Regions from separate parts of the Mus musculus genome. Here region 1 is linked to region 2. Evidence: chromatin contacts called from public Hi-C data. All regions are on one chromosome and are shown on one strand. Each heading gives the region's core, a stretch centred on a gene start, on an enhancer-like site or on the middle of the called end of the contact. The rest is flanking DNA. Distances are from core to core; before and after follow the strand shown. Region 1 has its middle 33 kb from the start of Gm7538. Region 2 has its middle 38 kb from the start of Gm42015.

Region 1 (4,968 bases), core at 1,711-4,210, 290 kb after region 2:
GGGATGGTATGTGGGGACAGATGGATCCCTAAAGTTCCTTAACCAGTGACCTCAGGATTCAGTGAGAGTTCCTGCCTCAGAAGAAATGCAGTGGTGACTGACTGAGATAGACCTAAAGTCAAGGCCTGGCCTCTGCCCTCTCTGTCCTGGGCTATATGGTGCTTGCTGTCCAGTCTCCCTCCAGAGCCCCTTACTAGCAGGGACTTGCTTAGGGACCCAGAGGATCAACCAGCACACAGGGGCGGCTCTTGGGGTAAATGTGAGTTGCAGATTTCCGAAATCTCTTCAGCTTTGTTTTCTCTCTTCTCCCACAGGTTATCACAAACAAATGCCTGGATTTGCTCTATGATGTTTCCACAGAAATCGAGAAGGGAAGTGGAGAGTCTTATAAAGACCTTGTATGAAACAGGCAGATATACACAGCATGGAATGTCCCAAAAAACAAGTCCTGATGGGTTGGGGAAGGAGGGAGCATAGTGGGGGCGGTCTGCAATAACTTTTCAAATCCTGGTACTCAAGCATCTCAGATAGGTCATACTCTTGCTTTCTTACCAAAAAATGTCTAAACTGTCTCCGGAATTGAAAGTCTACTCGTGGGCGACAGGTCAGTCCAGGGCCGCATAACTCAAAGGGACTTGGTTCCCAATGAGCTTCTGAAGTCTCCGAAATGAGCCTTCTGCCCTCATCTACCCTGACATATAGTTGAAGGATTGACTCATGAAGTGCAAAGGAGCAGAGGCCTGGGAATCAAAGTCCACTCCGGGGGTGGATCCCAACAGAGAAAAGAATTCTGTTTGGATGGTTAAAAGGAGAGATGTTTTACAGGGAGTTATTATTTACGGAGGTGTCAGTGGGTTGGAGAACTAGAAATAGATGAGACATTCAGGGACTTCTAATGACCCTCCCTGGAGCATGGAGATGCAGAGACGATGAGAGGAAGTGGAATTCCCAGGGTCCAGTGAGAACTTGATCATGGTCCTGGGTCATTGCCTACAAGAGGAGTAGACATGGTGGGCATAACCACCTCTGGAAAGAAGGTACAGAGACAGAGGCTGTGGAGGCATGGGTGCCCCAGAATTTCTCAGTCTTGACTTGTGACTCCCATTGGCCAAGCCCAAGTGAAACCCGATATCCAGGCAAGCACAAGTCACCTAAGTCTACAGGAACTGTGGCAAGGATGGAGCAGAGGGACACATTTTGGGTGATGGAGAGGGCAGAGTAGAAGGCACACATCTTCAGTCCGGGATAGCAAAGAATGGGACAATGAAACCTGCTTATTTGTTGAGAACAAGAAGTCAATGAGAACAAAATGTATAGGGTGATATTGATAGGCAGGATCACTATTAAAATTTCCTCATGTTTTGGAGAGGTGCCATCTTCTCCATTGGACTTTGGTTGGGAGGGTGTCTGGAGACAGGGAATGAAAAATGGGTCCTTGGACTTCTGTGTCCTCAAAGGTTTGCTGGGTGACGATGATGTTTCCCATGGTGCCAGCCTCCAAGGTGACTCTGGGTGATCCTATAGGGATGGGATGCACTTCACTTTCTCCCAGGGCTGGTTTGTAGGACCAATAGCATCCAGCAGAAGATACTTTTGGCAGAAGCCAAAAGAAGACACTCAAAAGAGTATCACTTTTGAGTTAGGCAACACAGTTACAGCAATGTCTCTCTCTTTCCCATCTTCTCTCCCTTTCTTCCTTCCTTTGTTCCCATCAAGATCTCCTTTCCTCTCCCCTCTCCTTCTCCTGTTTCTTCCCCTCCCTCCCTCCATCTCCCTCTTCCTCTTTCCCTCTCTATTGACCTATTGAAGCTGCTTTAGAAGAAGAAAGACCCACACAGAGAGTTGCTGGTTCTTCCCGACACCACCTCACAGAAAAGCTTGGAAATGGACTTATGCCCAGTTGAACCCTTCAATGAGATGGCTACACTCCTGATCATGTGAGCCAATGAGACAGAACCGCAGCGATGCTACTCCCACAGTCCTGACCAACAGAAGGTGTAAGATAACAGACATTCACAGTTTTAAATCACTCACTTTTGGACAGCTCCTGGTAGGAGCGTGGTATCAGAATCATTTGCATATTCATATAACTGAGGGTTATTAATATCCACTAGACACTTTTATTCCATGCTTATCACAGTTATACACAAAGCCAGAAGATCACCCTCTCTTAAATATGTGGCAATGTACTTTGACTGCCTCCCTGAGACTCAGTTTCTCCACTTTACAATAAATATGACAGCAGTGTCTATCAAGGGGTTGTCTGAGGACCGAATGGAATAAGATACTCCAAGTGCCAAGGATAGAGCCTGAAACACACTGACTGCTCAACAAATTCAGTTTCTATTAGTCAGGGAGAGAAAACGGCTGGCTTATAATGAAGATGTCTGTTGCAGTCGCAATGATCAGATACATGACTTAAAAACAGACGTTTATTTTGACTCGCGCTTCAGGGCATCCAGTCCACTGTCTCAGCAAGGCAAGTGCCTGGTTGCATGTCAGTAGCTGGTGGGGGTGCCAAGAGCTAGGCCAGGAAGCAGGTCTGGACCATAAACCTCTAGACCTATCCCTGTGCCCCTGTGGTGCCAGTTAGGCTCCGCCACCTCCCCCAAACAGCGCCGCTTACTGGGGACTGAGTGTTCAAACCCATGGACCCCCTGGGGGAATCTTCTCATGCAAACCCTGGCAAGGTATCTCAAGGAGACATAGGAGGAAAGTTCGCCATGGTCGGTCCCATGGTAGTTCGGCTGTTAGTTCCTTTGCTTGCTGAATAACAAGCCTGTTCCCAATGGCTGCCAAGCACAGGGAGGAACGCCCTCACCCCCACTCCCCGGCAGCCAGCATTCAGAAAGTCCTCCAGCCCAGCCACGAAGAATCGACTGTGTCCACCCGTGCCTCTCTGGCAGAAAAGAGAATCCCTGATTTTTCTGGACACGTTCTGTCGCTCTCTGGCTGCGTGCCCGGCTTTACTAAGCCGTTCCATTCTCTCATGACTCAGGGATGAGTGTGGGGGACTGAGTCATGGGAAGCTGGGTGGGGTGCGGGTGACCACGTGGTGTGGACCGTAAGTTATACAGGCTTGGGGGGGGGAGGGCTCACGGAAAACAGCGGCGTGCACCAGAGTGCAAAGAGAGCAGAGAAACCAAGCTCAGATGCAATTCCCTTTAGCTGGGGAAACTGGTGTTTTCCTATCACGGGGAGGGAGAGCTGAGTGAGAACTTGGTCTTTGAATTCCCGCCCTGATGCTCTTGTTACCTTTTAGGACAATCTCCCCCTAAAAGACACAGGGGGAGAGAGCGATGATTATGATATTTTCAAGTTTTAGCACCACCCCTAGGACCCGGTAGAAAGGAAATATCAGTGGGATGGGTGAGGACCTTGCTCTGCAGAGAGCAGTGCTTAACCCGTGGAAGGCCCTGGGTTTCACCAGTCAACTCCAAAACAAAATCCAAACAAAAAAACCACAAGGAAAACGAGTCAAGATCCTTCTCAAGCATCGAAAAATTATAAACAGGACAGAACAGAATTGTCAAGGGCAGAGTAGGTAGGGCCTTTTTTCATTTCATGTCTGTTATAGCGCACATTTTCAAAATTAGCACCCAGAAGAGCGTAGATGTTTTGATCCACGCTGCTTGTAATTGGGGTAGAACTCGGACTACAAGATCCATTATTGACCAAACTACAAGATCGCTCATCCGTTATTGACCAATGGAGATTTGATTCTGAAACTACCAGAAGAGGAGTACTCAGTAATGAGGCACAACCACAGGCCAGAATCCCAGTCCACACAGAAATGCAAATGACATCCGATTAATGAACCATCAAGTCCTGATACAATAAGAATCACACAGCCTAATTTTGTTTCAAATAATCTTCGATGAATATGTATGAATATAAGAACTCTAGATATCTGGAAAGTCACACACACACCACCATAATGTCAACAGTCCCAAGAGGTGGCCTAGCTTCGGAAGCAATTAGAACCAAAGTGGATTTGATGTAAAAATAAATCTGTAAAAGTCTATAGCGTTTGGGACGGCAATATGGCTCAGCAGCTAAAGGTGCTTGCCACCAAGTCTGATGTCCTGAGTTCAATCCCTAGGACCCACACGGTGGAAGCAGAGAACCAGAACTGGCTCTTACAAGTTGTTCTCTGATCTCTGCATATGTACAGTGCCATGCACACACACACACACACACACACACACACACACACACACACACACTCGCGTGCGCAAAAACATCCCATAGTATTCTTACAAGCATGTTTATACCTAGTGGATCTTTACTTTTTTATCAGGCAATCTAAATATTAGAGATGAAAATCAAGGCGCCCTGAGTGCTTTGGGTTTCTTGGCAAAATAAGCAAGCCAGGGGCTGCTAGCTAGTTAAGAGGAAGGGAACAGGGAATCACAGAGCAAGTGAGCAGTGGAAGCCAGAACCTGAAAGAATGGCGTGTGCAGCTGTGTGGGAAATGAAACTTCACATGCATCGTGCTTTCGGTGGGCGCGGGGGTGGAGAGTGACAGGTGCACAAGGCTCACTGTCCTGTTACCAACACTGTGTGTTCAACCATCACTGGATGCTCAGCCTTGCCCTGCCCTTTTCTTCTCTTTGGCCGTCACCTCTTTTCAAACAAGAATGCAACCATTTAAGCTCCTGTATCAACCCCTGCTTTCCCTTCTCACTCCTTGCCTCTCTGTCCCCCATGGCCCCCAACACGTTCTTGTCTCCTTGTCATCTCTCCCCATTTCCCAAGTGGTAATTCCCTTCTTTTGGTCCCCTTGGCTTCTCTGCCATCCCTGTTCGATCCTTCTCTTCCATTGCTGTTCCCCGAGAGAATTCGCTATCCATCTTAGGCCTCTAGACCACCACCACCACCAGCAGCAGCACTCAGAACAAATATTCATTATAATGTCAATGCTAGGTCCCCACTCCAGACCTGCTGTACCAGACACTTGGGGAGTGA
Region 2 (4,751 bases), core at 265-2,764:
TTTACGTATTAAACGTTGAAATAAAATTCCGTCTACGTCTGTGTTTTGTATCTGCCTCAACTCGGGGCGGACACCCAGCTTCAAGGGAGAAGTAAAACGCCCGTTCAATAAGATGATGGGCTGGACGCTACAATGACGAGATGTTTCCCAGGCTCCTGACTTTCTTATAAACGGGGTTTTAGCTCAAGAACTAGAGAGGAAGGAATCTGATGAAGAAGCTGAGAACACCCGACGAATGTGGACCAAATCCCCCATGGTGGACCAATGGAGAGCTCAGAGTGATGGGTGGGTCCTAGAGAAGCCCAGGGAAAGGGGCTTCTAGAATCCACAGGGTTCGTGTGACTCAGCCAGCCCTTCCTCAGGATGTGCTGTGCTGTGGCAGCTGCAGACTCGAAAGGGGTAGATGCCACGTGCTCCCTATGGCTACCCAAACCCACACTTGGTGGACACACTTGCTGACAGGCATAAGCCCCCCCCCCCTTCCCCAATTCTTCTCCATCACCCTGACTGCCTAAGGTATTTGGCCAAAGTGAATTCGAAAGAAGGCACCGACTGAGACAGGTGATTTTCTGTTTTCTCTCCTCAGAGGACAGGCAAAATATTTACAGAGGAAAATTCCCATGCTTTCCCTTTGATTTTTAATGAGGTTAAAAAAAAAATCCCAGCTAAAGGGACGTAAGCTCCTTTGACTAAGCAGATAGGAGAGGCATTTATTAACTCAGTCCCAAATCTGCCTTCCCAAGCCGAGAGTCTCTTTTAGAAAAAAGCTTCCTCCTTTTTTTTTTCTAAAAGCAATCCTCCCTCTTTATTTATTTATTTTGGTCTTTGTTGTGTTATAGTCTCCTTCTCCCTCCCACCCAGAATCATAAATTTTCCTGCAAACCCGGGCACACACTGGTCTGGGGGTCTGTGTTAAGAGTGTGTAAAAAGCGAGTTCGTTATGATTTATTGATTAATACAATGCCACAATCATTATCACGGTAGTAGGAACAAGTGTGACAGTAATAAAAGCCGTTGTAAGCTGAGATCATCCCTCCCAGATGTTTGATGGAGACTTTAAATAGCTTTAAAAGAAAAGGAATAAAAGATTTTTTAAAAAGAGCCTTTATTCCTAAATGCGTATTCCCATAATAGAATAATGGGATATTAACGTACTTAAAAGCACAAGTTCCCACGCCTGAAGCTATACTCTCTCGGAGTTAAACTCCGAAAAGACTTTGAAATACGGGAACTTAGAGCCATGTGGGCTGGTGAGGGAGGCGCTGCTTATAAAATGGCCAGCAGATGGCGCTCCAACCACTGGTTAGGCCACAGATTTTATTTATTTATTATTATTATTTTAAAATTCTGTTCTTGGTCTTTCAGACTAGGGTGTGGACAGGCACTTTGGGTCTGATTTTGAATATTGAACAATGCCATCAAAAGGCATGGAGGACGAAGGCAGGAGTCAGGTCAAGGGGCTGTTCTGGGTGGGTGTCAGGCTGGCCAGATTTTGAGAACTTCAGTGGGACAAGAAAGGATGCTTTGTTTAGCTGTGGGTGGATTCTGGCCAGACTCCATTGAGCAGAAAACAAGGCAATGGTGCCCTCGGGTTTTCCAACTCCTTTTAGGCATTCAGGAAAGGAAAAAAAATTAGATCTTTGGTTGGTGTTGTAAGGACAACACTGTCACTACTCTGTGGTTGGAAGACATTTGGCTTTCTTCTCACCCCGCCCCCAGATCTAGCTCAAGGGAAAAGACGTGGGTGGAGGGAGAGACGGGAGAGAAGGCTGTGTCTGTCCGTGAGTCTGCGTGTCTGTGTGTCGGGTGGGGAGGGCACTTGACAGATGAATGTGGTAGTGGAGTGAAGTGTGTGTGTGTGTGGGGGGGGGGGGGGGAGACACTGAATGAACGCAGAGTCTTGTGGTCGGAGTCAAAACCTGGGTTGCAGGCCCCACCTCTCAGTGTGAGAGGCCACACCATGCTCTGGATGCCAGGATCTGGGGACAAAGGATAGGTCTAGAATGGATGCGACGGCATCCGAGGTTGAACCCGTCTGCGTCTTAAAGGGTAAGGGTGGGTTTGGCTGAAGAGCTCATGGAGAGAAGAATGAGAAGAGGGAATTTTTCCTTTTCCTGGAGCCTTCAAGGTCTTCATAACACAGCTCCCAAGTGAACTGGAATCTGGCCAATCAGAGCCGAGGAGGCAAACAACCAGGAAGTGAATGGCTATCGGGAACATTAGCAGAAACCAGGAGAGCTCAGGGGTCATCTCGAACGAGAGCTGAGATGTGTGTGTGTGTGTGTGTGTGTGTGTGTGTGTGTGTGTGTGTTTAAACCGGATAGAAAACTCTGTTTTAGCGTTTCCACCATTCTTATCTAGTCTAATCTAAGACTTCATTCATAAAATGAATCCCTGTCAACCCAGAGCCATTGCTAGCAGGCCCATTAGGATTCTACTTCTAGACAAGGACACTGAGTGTCGGGGTGGCCCCCAGTCAAATAGCTTCAAACGAAGCTAAAGCCGTTAACGCTGGGGAGAGAGCAAGCTTCAAGTCAGGGTTCTTCTGTTGGTGTGTTCAATGCACAGTTCCATTTTTCACCCTGGCTGATGGGGAACTGGCCCTGTCTCGAAGGCTGTGTGGGAGACTCACTGGGATCCCTTGCCTCAGCCTCCCAAGTGCTGGGATTAGAGTGAGCTGCCATATCTACTGGAGATTAGCGTATTTCAGGGTGATCTATAAGCATGCCTTTGGAGGAAGAAATAAAATGAAATAAAGCACTCTCTTGACTATTGGAGAGAAATCTTCTACTGTTCTTAGGACAGTGTCCTAGGGAGGAGAGACTTGAGACTCTGAGAAATACAAGCACAAAGTCACTGTTGGAAGAGGTGTCACTTGCATGTAGGGGTCAGAAGCCACTAACTCTTGCTATGAATTGATTTAAAAAAAAACAACAACAAAACTTTAATCTAATCTAAAAAAAATTACATCGAATGGTCGAGTGAGTGTGGCGGAGGGGCTGCCAAGGTGTGCGTGTGGTGATCGGAGGACAATGTGGGGGAGCCAGTTCTCTCCTTCCTTCACATGGGTCCCAGGGTTGAACTCAAGTCTTCAGGTATCCACTGAGCCATCTGGTCAACCTTGTCTATAAACTTGCCATCACACGCCCCTACAGCACCCTGAGAGAGCGGAGGTGAGCTGCCAGTGAAGTGAATAAAGGGCCCCCGAGAGGCCCAGCCTGCCAAGCTCACAGGGAAGATTGCTTTCCAGCCACACAACTACAAAAAGATCTCTCTGCTGCTCTCTCCTTCCACCTCCGTACACACCACCTCTAAGTCCTCCGGTCCGGGCCTTTGGCAATGAAGACAACCTGAGAGGAAAAGCCATGTCAGAGCGCCTGTCTTTCTCTCTTCTTGCTTGCAGCTTTCTCTGTGGGGCTGCATTCCAAGAAGCCTGTCCTGGAAGCCAGCTGAGCTGGTTTGGGCTCAGGACAGAGAGGATCTGCTACCGGAACTGTACCCAGGCCTGTTTGGCTAGAGTCGCCTTGTAGGTACAAGGCCCTCTCTTTGTTGGGACAACAGTCAGGGGTTCAGTCTTTTTTACATCCTGGGCTGACAGTGAGGAGTGCCTGTTGCTGGTATCCACCGCCACCCGACCATCTCATTCTGCAAAGTCCAACTTCCTCCCCCAGCCCCCACCCCATCCCGAGGCTCTGTTCTTCCGGCTTGTTCCCCTGCATACATGTGTCCTGTTACCTGCCCACTGTGTGCCAGCTGGGCAACAAAGGTGTTATTGCAAAGGTGTCTGTCCCTTCACAGGTGGTTATGGGAAGTCACTGAAGACTGTAGGGTGAGGGGCGGGCCCAGCTGACCCCAGCTGTGGCTCTGCAGATATGGAGACTTGGTGTGGATGGCATGCATGTTCAGGTGAGCATTCGTGTGTAAGAGCCTGCATGTGTGCACATGTGCCTGAGTATGCGACGTGTTGTGTGTGGTGACTAGCGAACAGCCTTAGAAGTCATGCCTCAGGCCCTCAACCATTCTAGTTTGACATAGATCTCTCACTGGCTTAGAGGCAATTGATTTTCACCCATAGTTTTAATATCGACATGATATTTTATGGAGCATACTGGGTAAAATAAAATATTGTCAACATTAATGCCACCTAACTTGGAGTGATGACAACACATGCTTAATCTCAGCACTTAGTAGGCACTTCTCTGGGAGTTCAAGGCCAACCTGGTCTATGTAGTGAGTTCCAGGACAGCCAGGACTACACATTAAGATGCTGCCTCAAAACAACGATGACTTAATGCCAGCTGCTTTATAGACCATAAATAAATAAATAAATGTAAAACATCTCAGGTCAGTTTAAAAGACAAGTTGAATTTGCCAGAACGAATAATTTTCTGTTTGCCAGCCCCCCATTAACCAGACTGCGGTTTCATCTCTGAGCTGAACAGTGGAAAGGAAATACAAGCAAACACACAACCCAGTTCATTTCAGACTTGAAAACACACACTCTTATTTTTCAGTCCCTATTCCCTTCTCAGCAAAACACCTGCCTCAGCCCCCACGTCTGGCTCTGCCTTCTGTGGGCACCTTAGCACCCAGGTTGATTTCTCACACCTGTCTTACCTGGTTTTTGTTGTACTGTTTTCCAATAGACAATTTACTTACATAGTAATAATAATTGATAGCAATACTCTCCAGGGTCAGGAGAGGACTCAGTTGGAAAAATGCCTTATCGTATAGGAACTGTACTGGCTGGT

What was found. Hi-C and Micro-C count contacts between places; a contact is called where the count stands out from the background.
Region 1: a contact with region 2 is called in a Hi-C map of uterus, with 4 times the contacts expected there. The contact joins two enhancer-like sites. A contact is called at or near these places in 9 of 484 Hi-C or Micro-C datasets (the NIH/3T3 cell line, adipose-derived mesenchymal stem cells, cerebellar granule neurons and 4 more).

What each region holds. Positions count from the first base shown.
Region 1 is chr5:119,164,986-119,169,953 of GRCm38.p6, forward strand. No RefSeq gene overlaps it. Among named protein-coding and RNA genes, the nearest start is that of Gm7538, 33 kb to the right of the region's middle. Within about 2 kb of position 2,961, at least 92 of the 459 cell types and tissues checked have an H3K27ac peak or open chromatin away from gene starts, as enhancers often do. A contact at or near this core is called in uterus, where this site is marked.
Region 2 is chr5:118,878,632-118,883,382 of GRCm38.p6, forward strand. No RefSeq gene overlaps it. Among named protein-coding and RNA genes, the nearest start is that of Gm42015, 38 kb to the left of the region's middle. Within about 2 kb of position 1,515, at least 33 of the 459 cell types and tissues checked have an H3K27ac peak or open chromatin away from gene starts, as enhancers often do. A contact at or near this core is called in uterus, where this site is marked.